Regions from separate parts of the Hordeum vulgare genome. Here region 2 is linked to region 1. Evidence: chromatin contacts called from public Hi-C data. All regions are on one chromosome and are shown on one strand. The core of a region is the stretch at or near the end of the contact, and the rest is flanking DNA. Distances in the headings are between cores, read along the strand shown.

Region 1 (6,803 bases), core at 1,312-3,811:
GGCAGGACAGGAGCAACAAGTGTGTGTTGCAATGACCACTGTTAGCTGTGACTCCCAAAGCATGCACCTTATAGTTCAAAATTGATGACCAAAAATTATGTAAAATCATACATCTGGTCAGTCATTCATAAGCCAAAGAAATGGATGCAATATGACGTAGCAACAAGATATTTTAATCTTTTCTACAATGATCTCATAACAGCTATGTCAAACATATACTTCTTTAAGGGATTAATCATTGTGATCTAAAGTAAATTGGAAGCTGATAGAAACACAGTGCAACGAATGTCATTAAGAATTTTAAGGAATTAAATAAAGAAACAAACCTTTCGTCACAATCTGAATCAGGGTCACCTTGATCCTCGTGAACAACGAGCTCCGGAATCCAGTCTTGAATAACATGTGCCTTAGTTAGAAAAGAATCCTGATATTTGTCTTGCCTGTTTTGTGAAAGTGCAATCTGGTCTGTGTCTTCCCTCCTGATCATCACTGAATCTAAACCTGACTTCAAAGTGCTTAAGGCAGATCTGGAGGTGCTCAAGGACATATCTGCCGTATTATGGGGACGAATCTGTTCAATTGCTTGATTCCTATGGAGAGAATCCCACACATCCATGAACCACTGGATACTGCTGATTTGTAACAGCAACTCTAATGAATCAACAGATACATCTGCGTCGATTTTCTTAAGGTTCAAGCATCCATTACTCCACGGGATGCTTAAGTTCAATGTCCCTGAGAATCCACCAATAGGACCTGTCAAGACCGAGGTAGTACTATGACCTGATGAGATGTCAGCTGTTGCTTTATCCAAACCATTCTGATGAAGTACATCAACATCATCCATTTTCAAGAACTCGATCACCGCCTCATGGAACGTTACGAAATTATTCAACTTGACAAGACCATCTGTTGAAAGATTAGTTCCAAATTCTATCTCTTTAACCCGGAAAACAAGTGATCGGTTAAATTCTGAGATCTTGTTATCCAAAATGGTCTGAGGATCAAATACAACATATGTATTTTTAAACTTGATTTTGAAGTTTGTAAGAAACCACTTGACAGCATTGGCTATTCTCTTGACACCCTCATCCACATCTCGAGATGCAGATGTAGAACAGTGTTTATCAGATTCATTTCTTTTGGTGTTGACTGATGCCTGTGTGGAACTACTATTACCAGAAACAGAGCATTCAGCAACTACAGGTGGAATTTCAATAGCAACAGATGGAGCGAGCACAAGCTCCAAGTCTTCCACTACAATCTCACAACTCTTTAACTGTAGAGGAAATTTAACCAGCAGAGATTTTATTGATCCTTCTTTCACCATGATAGATAATCCTGATAGCTGAAATGGAGAAAGATATTAACTTAAAAAATCTGAAGTGAGGGCCCAATTGAACAGTTCAATTTATAACAAACTACAGATTCAGATACACAGGTTTCATATTTACAGTTCTATGTTCATCGCGAAACAGAAGAAGTTGAAAATGTAAGTTTTCACAGTGGGCGGTAGGAGGAGCATGCGCATAAGATTAGTAGTATATTCTAAGCAGTAAGTATCACAACAAATCAGGTGTCGGGTTTGTAGAGAAGGATTAAACACTGAACTGTACAAGCTAGAAAATTATGATCCAGCTTAATACCATAACTGACAGTTGGACGGCATATGATTGCACATGCTCCATTCAGTCCATTGTAACAATGTTTAAATTATTATGATTCAAATGCAGGAACTGCAGACAGGGACCAACACCCCACAGCTTCTCCCAAACCCTAATACTCCAGACTGATCGTACACTTCTAGATGCAAACTGCACTCCAAGAGCCCTACTAAACCACAACGAGACCACGACCGCCGCTTAGTCAAAATCCACAGCCACCTGCGGTCGCCAGCGAACGAAAAACTTACCAGCCTGAATGCCTGGTAAGGGAAAACGACGGGTTCCCCGTCCATCCTTTGCCCCTGTCATTCGCAAAAACCCGTCCAAAATTCTAACCAAATCGAGCCTATACACGTCACCCCAGTGCCCAATAGCAACCAAAATCAGAGGGAACTGATTTAGTCATCCAACCCCCACCACCCCCACCCTACATCCAACCTGCCCATCATCACACCACAATTCGATTCCCCTCGGCACGCGGGGACGACCAATCGCGACGGAACGCACCCGAAAACCCGATTCCGCCGCGTCCGATCGAACACGAAAAAAAAAAACGCGCCCCAAACCCAACCCACACGGGTCAGGGACGAAGGAGCGGGGAGGCGATAGGCGTGACGCACCTGGCTGTTGATGTAGTCGGCGTTGAGCGCGAGGTCGGTGAGCTCGAGCGTGCCGCGGGTGAGCTGCAGGTCGAGCTGGTCGAGGTCGAGCTCGCCGAGGAACAGATCCCCGAGCCCCTTCTTCAGCACCGCCTTGCACATCCGCTTCATCACGGCCCCCACCGAGAACCCCCGAAGCAGCCCCATCCCGCCCCTCCCTCGGCGAGCGCGAGTCCGGGGCGGCCGGCCGGCGCGTGGCGGGGGTGGGGTCGCCGGAGGCGGCCGGGGAACGGAAGGAAGCCACCAGGGGGAGGGGGGTTGCTTCGTTGGTGTGGCAAGTTTTTTCGGATTAAACCTTGCGGGGGGCGAGTTGTTGCGTCCAGAACCCCGGGAAGGTTGGGTAATTACGCTTATAATACGCCGCCGCGGGAGTCCGCGTCCCTGTCCCGTGGGCCAGCCGGAACACACTAAACAACTTGTAGGGAGATTCGATTTGTTTTCTTCTACACTTTCCGTATCTTGTTTTGGCTTAAGAAGAATGTATATACTGCTACTTGCTGTTTTGTGTACATAAATTAATCATATACTCCCTCTGTTTCTAAATATAATTTTTTAAGAGATTTCATTAGAAAACTACATACTGATAAACATATTTTAGAGTGTAAATTCAATCATTTTGCTTCGTATATAGTCTTTTAGTAAAATCTTTAAAAAGACTTATATTTAGGAACGAGGGAGTATTTTTTAACACAGTATAATCGAAACCGCTCATATACACGAACACACACTTGTTTCTATATAACGCAAGCCCGCATATTTTATCCTATGTCGGCATAATATTTTAAGATTAAAGAAGTCGTCACAGACACTTTCGTAATCGACGGAAACGTCTCCTTCAACTGAACGCACATCATCAAAAAGTCTGAAATAAATTTTAAAAAGATACAAGCATAAATATCAAGTCTGAGACCTAAATTCTGATGGATAGAAAATACCAACATCCTCCTAACTATCCAACCACCTGTTGGTTTGCAAATTAGTCATACCCTTGTCCTGTTGAATACAATATTGGAAGAAGAAAATATTTGATTTGGTGAATAACTTATTGTAGTGGTACTTCATATAAAAGAAATAAGGATGATCAAGGGAAGATGTCCTTTTCCCAACCGTCCCAAACTTGAATGTTGGGTTTTGCTTGCTTAGTGTGACATCCTATGTTGCCAAGTCAATTAGTGGCAAAGCCATAAAAGCGTCCATGTCTCGGCATTAACGAATGAATTATACTTCCTTTGTTTTTAAATATAAGTTTTTTTAAAAAAATCACTAAAAAACTACATACGATGTATATAGACATACATTAGAGTATAGATTCACTTATTTTGCTTTGTATATAGTCTTCTAGTGGAATTTCTTCAAAGACTTATATTTAGGAACGGGGGTAATAAACACTAAAACAGGCACATGTGTTCTTTCTCCGTTCATCTATCTTTGCTTTATGTACTCAGAGATTTCCTTGATTTGTTTTCTGCTAGCACCATCTTCCGTGTGTCTTGAATATATTTGGTTTATCTAAACATTGGGTGCTAAACCTTTTTTTATCTTGACCTTTTTAGCTTATTGCTAAATATCTCAGCATCTTGTCATTGGGACTTTGGGAGATGGAGATGCTCTAAGAGGTCAAGTATACTTAAAAACATTGAAATGGTGAACAACTTTTTTTGCATGATACACCAAACATAAAAAAATATTACGATGGCTAGAGGGAGTTGTTATTTCTAACACATAACTGCATTCGAAGTTCGAATGTTGTTGCTTGCTTAGAACTTTATATACTGCGTGCGGATCCAGCACACGTAACTTAACAACAAAACTACATTCCGTTCACCTTTTTGATTTGTTTGCTGCTAGCACCACATATAGATTGTGAATGCATGATAATTTAAAAATGCATTTGATTTATCTTAGCATTCAAGTTTTTTTATCTACTATCAACTTTTGTAGCATCGGTGTTGTCAATTATATTACGCTTGTCTCTTAAGCACTTTGGGGTGCTCTAAGAGCAAATTACTTGCAACTTTGATTATGTTTCATGAACAAAACATACAAAGAAGATTTGCAACAAGGAGAATGTCCTACTGAATCATAATTATAGGAAAGAGTGAATTCCACTCTTTATTCCCTGAAATAGAGTTTATGACAATTTATATCCCATTTGACAAGTTTTTTTCTCTAAATTGCCCTAGTTAACCAAGTTTGTATTAGTATGCCCCCCTTTGTTGTGTCCTTTCCTGGTAGGCGGAGCTTGGTGTCAGTCCAACATAACTTGTTGAATTAGATATTACATATGTGACACATTTGTTAGGGGTGTGGGGTGAGTTGATTAAGCCCGACCCCGAACACCTCTCTCCTTCTCCCCCCCCCCCTCTCTCTCTCACACACACACACACACGCACACGGTGTAGGATTAGGGATTCCAGGGTAACTTCAGAGGGAGCGGCAATGATGGTGGTTAGTGTTGAAATAGGATTCACAAGTTAGTCGATATGTTTGTTTGCGTGGGAGATGGATGCACAAGTAGGCCAACACAAAAAGGAAGCCAATAGGGTTTGTGTTGTCTCGCTGAGCCTCTTTTCCCCAAAACGATCATCGTTGATCACTCACGCTCACTTATCTAGTGTCAGATTCCGATTCCTAATTTTCCACTCGAGAAAACAATGGTGGTTTGGAAGGTTCGTCTTGAGTCAAGGAACTGGTTGTGCTTAACCATCTTGCTCCAACTATTGCCTCAGGCATGCCCTAAGAAACTCGACACCTATCTAGATCCATGCAGGAGCCCACTTGGGATTGAGAGTGATACCCACGTAACAAAATTAGGGCAAAGTTTTAAAAGGGCTAGAAAAGGTAGATTGTGTGTCGTAATGACTAAAATATTTGAAGTAAGTGATCTCTCACAACCAACAATGTTCTAGCATGACTTCAACATTTGTATCCCACTCATATAAGTAGTACATCATGCATGTGAATTCAATGAGAGATAAGGTCAAGGGAAAAATATCAAACAAGTTTGATACACTAAATAACAACAAATGAAAAAATAAAGACAACATTGACAAGTAGAACACCTAATAACAACAAAGGGAGAACCAAGCCAAGACATCACCAAAGCACATTTATGAATAATTAAAACGTTTTTCCAAAGTGATGCCTTCCATATGGGAGAGCACACGTGTGCCCACATCGCCAATTCTAGTATGCGAGCCCCAACCAATAAATGCCACAACAACAACATGAATACAACACATCCATCAAGACGAGACGAAAGTGTATCACTAATGTGTTTATCGAAATGCATACATATATCATTTGGTGTGGTTGTCAACCAAGGTGTCTTTTGGGCTCCACCCAATTATTAACATTCAGTATCTTTTTATTCATTAGTCGTACCCAATATTTTTCTGTCCATTTATGTGAGCCCTCGCAAATTTGGCAGAATCTCAATGAAGGTGTCATTCAGCAAGGTTGCATGCGAAAATCCATCATGGTATCATTTATATAGTAGTGTTTACAACCGCCTTTTAGTCTATATTACGTGTATCTCTCGCAGTTTTATAGCAAATCAATACCTAACTCGACTAAATGTCAACAAGGAGATTAGTGTCTGATAACAACAATCTAGATTGCGCCGGGATAAAAACGTTTACTGCACAATCCAGTGCGAGCCGAGCTTACATTCGCGGAAAAGATTCCAAGTTCACTAATTAGAAGAAGGATGGATCACATGATGTTCCATACAACAACCACCACCTCCTCCCCCAAAAAGGGCGTTAGGTTTCCTACTAAGGTTTTTGCCACCATCGGTCCCTTCACCTCCAGGTGCCTTATGGCACCGACGAGGCGAGGGAAACCATGGCCATAATTGTCCGTGTAGTCTTTGGCCGTCCTAATTTTATTTAAGGTTAAGTCTAAGGCCTATGTCAATGCATCGTATTTTATCACGTTATCATAGGAATATTAATAATTTAAGATACAACAATGTCAATGCATTGTTTCTTATGAGTTGTATCTACATTTAATAATTTGGGGTAATGCATGCATATGATTGGGCTAGAACCATTTTTTGCCTATGACCACGTGCAAGGGTTGTATGTTAGCTAAGATACAACCTCACTCTCTTTCTTCATTAACTAGTCCGCCACATCAGCAAAATGCCTATGAAACCGTGCTAAGAAACTAGCATTGGCACAAGCCTAAGTGCCTCGTCGGTGGTGGTGATACGATGGCGCCATCGCCAAAGAGGAATAAGTCTTCCACACAATGTCTTCGTTCCAACGATGTTAATTGCATCGACAAAAGGTGTGTGAAGGAATGATGTTGTGGCGTGTCTTCGGTCTTTGACATCGTTTTGTCTAGGTGATTGGTGGCGCTCTACGAAAGGAATGATGTTGTGGCGTGCTTTGTTCTTTCGTTCCTTCGTTATATGTTGAAGCTCAACTAGACGGAGCTCCGTCGGGGAACTAGTGAGGTTTGTGTCTCCTTCATG
Region 2 (6,803 bases), core at 1,200-3,699, 560 kb before region 1:
AGAGGTAGAAGAGTTCTCCGGCAGCGTGACGGCGCTCCGGAGGTTGGTGATGACCTTGTCTCAGCAGGGCTCCGCCCGAGCTCCGCAGAAACGCGATCTAGAGGAAAAACCGTGGAGGTATGTGGTCGGGCTGCCGTGGAAAAGTCGTCTCAAATCAGCCCCAATACCTTCGTATATATAGGTGGGAGGGAGGGGACCTTGCCTTGGGGCTCAAGGAGCCCCAAGGGGGTCGGCCGAGTCCAAGGGGGGAAGGCTCCCCCCCCCAAACCGAGTCGGACTTGGTTTGATGGGTGGGAGTCCTTCCCTTCCTTCCCACCTCCTTTTTTTTCTTTCTCTTTGATTTTCTTTTGTATGGCGCATAGGGCCCTTTTGGGCTGTCCCACCAGCCCACTAAGGGCTGGTGCGCCACCCTCATGGCCTATGGGCTTCCCCGGGGTGGGTTGCCCCCCCAGTGAACTCCCGGAACCCATTCGTCATTCTCGGTACATTCCCGGTAACTCCGAAAACCTTATGGTAATCAAATGAGGTCATCCTATATATCAATCTTCGTTTCCGGACCATTCCGGAAACCCTCGTGACGTCCGTGATCTCATCCGGGACTCCGAACAACATTCGGTAACCAACCATATAACTCAAATACGCATAAAACAACGTCGAACCTTAAGTGTGCAGACCCTGCGGGTTCGAGAACTATGTAGACATGACCCGAGAGACTCCTCGGTCAATATCCAATAGCGGGACCTGGATGCCCATATTGGATCCTACATATTCTACGAAGATCTTATCGTTTGAACCTCAGTGCCAAGGATTCATATAATCCCGTATGTCATTCCCTTTGTCCTTCGGTATGTTACTTGCCCGAGATTCGATCGTTAGTATCCGCATACCTATTTCAATCTCGTTTACCGGCAAGTCTCTTTACTCGTTCCGTAATACAAGATCCCGTAACTTACACTAAGTTACATTGCTTGCAAGGCTTGTGTGTGATGTTGTATTACCGAGTGGGCCCCGAGATACCTCTCCGTCACACGGAGTGACAAATCCCAGTCTTGATCCATACTAACTCAACTAACACCTTCGGAGATACCTGTAGAGCATCTTTATAGTCACTCAGTTACGTTGCGACGTTTGATACACACAAAGCATTCCTCCGGTGTCAGTGAGTTATATGATCTCATGGTCATAGGAATAAATACTTGACACGCAGAAAACAGTAGCAACAAAATGACACGATCAACATGCTACGTCTATTAGTTTGGGTCTAGTCCATCACGTGATTCTCCTAATGACGTGATCCAGTTATCAAGTGAAAACACTTGCCTATGGCTAGGAAACCTTGACCATCTTTGATCAACGAGCTAGTCAACTAGAGGCTTACTAGGGACAGTGTTTTGTCTATGTATCCACACAAGTATTGTGTTTCCAATCAATACAATTATAGCATGGATAATAAACGATTATCATGAACTAAGAAATATAATAATAACTAATTTATTATTGCCTCTAGGGCATATTTCCAACAGGTCCTTTATGGTACCTGCACGTGTCCGAGGACGTTTATGACCGTAGTTTGGTTTAGCCGAACACAAGGTCTCACGTATTGGGCAGGACTTCACAAAGGCGAGGATGCGGAAAGGCTTTGCGCTGGAGTCGAGATGATTCGCAATGGGACCATGATGTTTATGAAAGTTTGCAAAAACTTAAGGAAGATTGATGCGGATCGATGAAGTCGTCATCTCCGGCCGAGGAGGTCTAGGAACTGGCCATATGAAGATATGATGATCGAAGCATCTTCTTTTGTGTTACATCGTGCTAGACTTTGAGCATGTGTTTGTTAGTATTGAACTGGTGGTAGCCTTTTGATTGTAATAGGTCTAGTTGATGTTTACGTGTTGCCTAGGTTTTCTCCTCATAGCGTCTCTTTTGTTGTTGGGCAAACACGGTGGGTTTTCTAGCGGTGCTTTGAACTCGCTCTCTTCTTACCCTTTCGTTCCTGATTTTGATGTCACACTTTGTGTTTTTGTTCTAGTAATGAAATGGGGAAAAGTCCAGTTAAAAAAAAATGTTTGTTCAACGACTTCATTGCTGAATCAGATAACATCAATAATACTTCTAGACTGACGAGACCTACTCTTGAAGCAAATGTTCGACAACATCAGGTTTGCTCATAGCTTGGTTAAACTTTCGGGTTCTATATTTGTGGCTAGGCTATCCACTTCCTTTGAACTTCTCAGTTAATCAATAACCTATTTCTATATGATCGAAAGGACATGACAAGAAATTTTCCCATTGGCAAAAATCTCAGAAAATGTAGTATTAATTATTTTTTCCTTGGACAGAGGAATCGAAAGGGGGCAGATTCCAAAGAGCAAATGACCTCACAAACCAGCCAAAAAAAGTGCAAACTAAAAGAGGCAGGAAGAAGCAATCCCTGACCTACTTTGGAACCAGCAAGAGTTTCTCGCGAAAAAGAAAAGGCAGAGAATTCTTCAGATCAGACCGACCAATCCGACAACGCGGTATACAAAGGATAGATCACGAGAAAGGGACGGATCAATTCTGCCCTGCGTGGCCTTGCGCCGCGCAGCGGATCGCATCGCACGGCGGCCAGCCGCTCGCCGGATTCCATTCCGCCATATAAAAAAGCGGCCTTTGCCACCCATCCATGGCGCTTTCCTCCCGTCCCTTCCCGGCTCCGCAGCTTTTCGCGTCGCGCTGCAGCCAGCGGGGTGACACCACGGCGGACCAGAGTCCATCCATATAGCGGAGACCGGAGAGCGCGACAGGCGGGCGGGCGCAGCCGACCAAGAAAGGCCGAGAGCAACCAACACTGCGGCACCCTGAAATCCGAACCCACGCCACGCGCGCGGGCGACATCCTTCCTTCCAGAAGCTCTCGCAGATCCATCCGGCCATGGCCGCGGGCGCGGCGGGCGTGCCGCCGGCGCAGCTGGGGTCGCTGTGGTCGACGCTGGAGGACCAGCGTGGGGCCCGGGGGGACGTCCCGCTGCTCTCGTCGGCGTGGAGCCTGCCGGGCTCCCAGGCCGGTGGCGGCGACAGGGGGCCCAAGCAGGGCCTGCTCCGCCGCGCCGGCGCCGCGGTGGCGGGGGCCTGGGGCGCGCTCTGCGACGGGGCGGCCGAGATGTGGGCGTTCGCGCGGGCCGACCCCCGGAAGCCCGTCTTCGCGGCCAAGGTCGGCCTCGCGCTCGCCCTCATCTCCTTCCTCGTCTTCCTCCGCGAGCCGCGCGACATCGTCAGCCACTCCGTCTGGGCCATCCTCACCGTCGTCGTCGTCTTCGAGTTCAGCATCGGTAACACGCCCAGTCCAGGCCGCTTCTCCGCCATTTCTTTCTCACGTTCCGTTGCGACGGTTTCTGTGCTGTGCCGTCATTGGTTCGACGTCTTGGAGGAACACATTCCCCGTGACTTGACCTCGTAATGCTAAATTTAGGCCTCTGTCATGTGCCCTATTTATGCCCCAATTCATCAGTGACTGGAGCATGTCAATTTTTAATCGGGGGTAAACATTTTGCCGTGCTATTCTGATCAGATTTGCGGATCAGAAGTTCCTGTTGCAGTGAAGAACACACGAACCTGTCAGGCTTAGATTTCAGGAGTGTAAAGTCTATGTCAACAGCCTCTCAACTAACAGAGAAGTCTGTCTCAACATCATTTAGAGTGAGATATTTCACCGCTAAGGGACAGAGAGAATTTGTCTTTCATCATGTCCTGTCAATTGACCTTCTATTATTGCTGGTGATGCAAGAAACGTGCACGCTACTATCGAAACTGGAGATGACCTTGTGATAAGTAGATTAATCTAGCGGTGTTCCTATAATTTATATTGATCGCCGGTAGATTCTTTCTTTTCTGGATTGTTTAGATTCTGGGCCACCACTTAGAAAGTGATCTAGTTGCCTTTTCTTTAGGAAAACGTCATTAGTTTATCTATGGGCGATGGAAAGCACCGCTAAATTTTATTGCTGGAGATTTTACTTGGGACCACGTTGATCTTGGACCTGTTGTAGAACTTACTATATGGAATGGTAGAAACACACATGACTGAAGAAATGAATGTTTTTCTGAAGACAAACTGCTGTTTGACCAAAGGTACCCGTAGTTCTCAACTGGTATTTTATTTTCTGTGATGCTTTCTGGTCTTCCATAATATCATTGTGATGCAGAAGTCAACCATAATGGTAGTGGTGTTTTTGAATTTTATATCGTTGGCTTCATGGCTTGCATGTTCGTCCTTTAGCCTGCTTGTTTGGCTCTGTATATGAAGTGGTTATGTCTTTTTTACCTAGTTATATTTGGTAAACTTTTCACAATGAGTGTTTGAAAGTACCACTAACCTCTCGTGATTCCAGTTGAATGATTGGGACCCCTTCATTGTAGTACCGATTGTAGAACTCACACAGATGTACGCTCGCACATTATGCAGTTCCTAACATGGACCGAAAGGTGCCATCGCTGACTTGCAGTACTTCTTAGTTAGCATTTAGTGAAGACTGTTTCTTACTCATGTGCATGTCTGGTCTTCAAAATATCATTTCAATACATAAAGCATCAGTTATTTATCACTCTGTCTTACCTCGATCTCAATACGGTGCTCTGGTCCACTATTATCAGGTGCAACATTGAGCAAAGGTTTCAATAGGGGATTAGGGACACTTACTGCAGGAGGGCTTGCTCTAGCAGTTGCCGAATTGTCCAAAAACCTGGGTGCATTGGAAGAAGTGATCCTTATTATGAGCACCTTTACTGTTGGTAAGCATTGTCGGCATGCTGCGATCATTTCCTGGCGCATTTCATATAAGCGTATCTAATTTGTAGTCTCTTATTTTTATGTGTTTTGCTGCTAGGTTTCATGACAAACTTGGCAAAGCTACACCCAAAGATGAAGCCTTATGAATATGGATTTCGTGTATTCTTGTTGACATTCGTTTATGTCATGGTCTCTGGGTACAACACAGGGAAGTTCACTGACACGGCTGTAAGTAGATTTGTATTGATTGCTCTTGGTGCTGCTGTCAGCCTGGGAATCAATATAGGTATTTACCCAATCTGGGCCGGAGAAGATTTGCACAGTTTGATCGCAAAGAATTTTGCTGGTGTTGCAAAATCCTTAGAAGGTAATAATACCACACCCCTACCCTTAAAAATAACAATGCTTAGTTTATCAACTATACATTGCTAAAAAAGGTAGAAAATATTAGTTGTGGTATCATTGCAACACCGTAGAGTTAGTGTATCCCTCTTTATTCTAAAACTGTCTCCAAATGCAGCATCCGCACTAGGCCACATTACTCTAAAAAGAACAGTTGCTGGGTTAAATTGAGGATCAGTCAAGCCCGTTAGATCTGGGCAGTTGGGACTTCCATGTCCTTTGGTTAAAAGACACATCCCTTGGTGAGAGGACAATTAAGATGTCTCAGTTTGTAACTTTAAAATATTAAGACACTCCCCAGAAAACTAATGTACCAAAATTTAACATTTCAGTTGGTTTATTCACTTAAATAACATTTGGATTTTATAACTCGATGCTTAAACATGAAATTTTTTATATATTAATTCAAAATAAACTCACTAAAACATTTAGTAAGACCGGCAGCAAAGTGCGGGCTTTACAGCAGTATACGTCTGAGTTTTATGCCTTTATTGACAATTCGGCTGTTCACTCTAGGCTGTGTCGATGGATATCTGAAATGCATGGAGTATGAAAGGATTCCTTCAAAAATTCTTGTATATCAAGCTTCTGATGATCCTCTATATAGTGGGTACAGGGCAGCTGTCGAGGCATCAGCACAAGAGGAAACCCTGGTTCGGTCTTGCTTTAAAGCTAACCTTCTATTTAGATTATCTCACCTTTTCTGTCAATTTTGACTCATTTCTTTTGTATGTGCTCTAGTTAGGTTTTGCTATATGGGAACCACCCCATGGTCCATACAGAACGAGGAACTATCCTTGGAAGGGTTTCACCAAAGTTGGTGGAGCATTGAGGCATTGTTCCTTTGCAGTCATGGCATTGCATGGTTGCATTCTTTCAGAAATTCAGGTTTGCTAATTTAGTTTACTCGACAACCTGTTGAAGTTCTGCACCTATTGTCTACCTAAACAAATGTATATTTGATTTTGAATTGTAGGCACCACCAGAAAGCAGAAGGGTTTTTATCTCAGAAATACATAGAGTGGGCAGAGAAGGGGCTAAAGTGTTGCGTGAGCTTGGAGACAATGTTAAGACAATGACCAAGTTGAGGTCTTCAGATATTCTATTGGAAGTCCACTTGGCAGCTGAGGAGTTGCAAAAAAGGATTGATGAGAAGTCATATCTTCTGGTGAACACTGAAAGATGGGACACTAGCAAGCGAGCTGAAGGAATAAAAGATGCCATGAATGTAAACAGCGCCGTCGCAAAAGAAAATAAGAATGAGGTGACGGAACCTACCATTGCCGATCAAACTTCGGCTCAACATTATAAGAGCTTTGCTGCTGCTTCGTTTCTTAGCCGATATGATTCATCAGCAACTATAGACGGCTACAAGACGCTATTATCATGGCCTGCTCGAAGATCGTTCCATCCAAACTTACCGCTTGAAGACGAGGAGTCAAAAACATATGAAAGTGCAAGTGCCTTGTCCTTGGCAACATTTGCCTCGCTCCTAATCGAGTTTGTTGCCCGGCTACAGAACGTTGTTAACGCATTCGAGGAGCTGAGTGAGAAGGCTAATTTCAAGGACCCTGTGGAGGAGCCTGTTACAGTTAGAGTGGATGATGGCGGGGTTCTCGCTAAAATATGCAGAT

The links. A called contact is a pair of places that touch in the nucleus more often than the background predicts.
Region 2: a contact with region 1 is called in a Hi-C map of seedling, with 4 times the contacts expected there. The contact joins the promoter of LOC123413294 here to the promoter of LOC123410864 in region 1. A contact is called at or near these places in 2 of 6 Hi-C or Micro-C datasets (leaf and seedling).

What each region holds. Positions count from the first base shown.
Region 1 is chr7H:117,249,921-117,256,723 of MorexV3_pseudomolecules_assembly, reverse strand. LOC123410864 (autophagy-related protein 2-like) reads right to left here and starts at 2,561. Exons shown (of 13, transcript XM_045103798.1): 1 at 2,285-2,561; 2 at 327-1,348. The coding sequence starts at 2,470.
Region 2 is chr7H:117,805,563-117,812,365 of MorexV3_pseudomolecules_assembly, reverse strand. It overlaps LOC123413294 (aluminum-activated malate transporter 9-like), which reads left to right and starts at 2,449. Exons shown (of 6, transcript XM_045106235.1): 1 at 2,449-3,310; 2 at 4,632-4,769; 3 at 4,865-5,134; 4 at 5,686-5,822; 5 at 5,911-6,057; 6 at 6,146-6,803. The coding sequence starts at 2,914.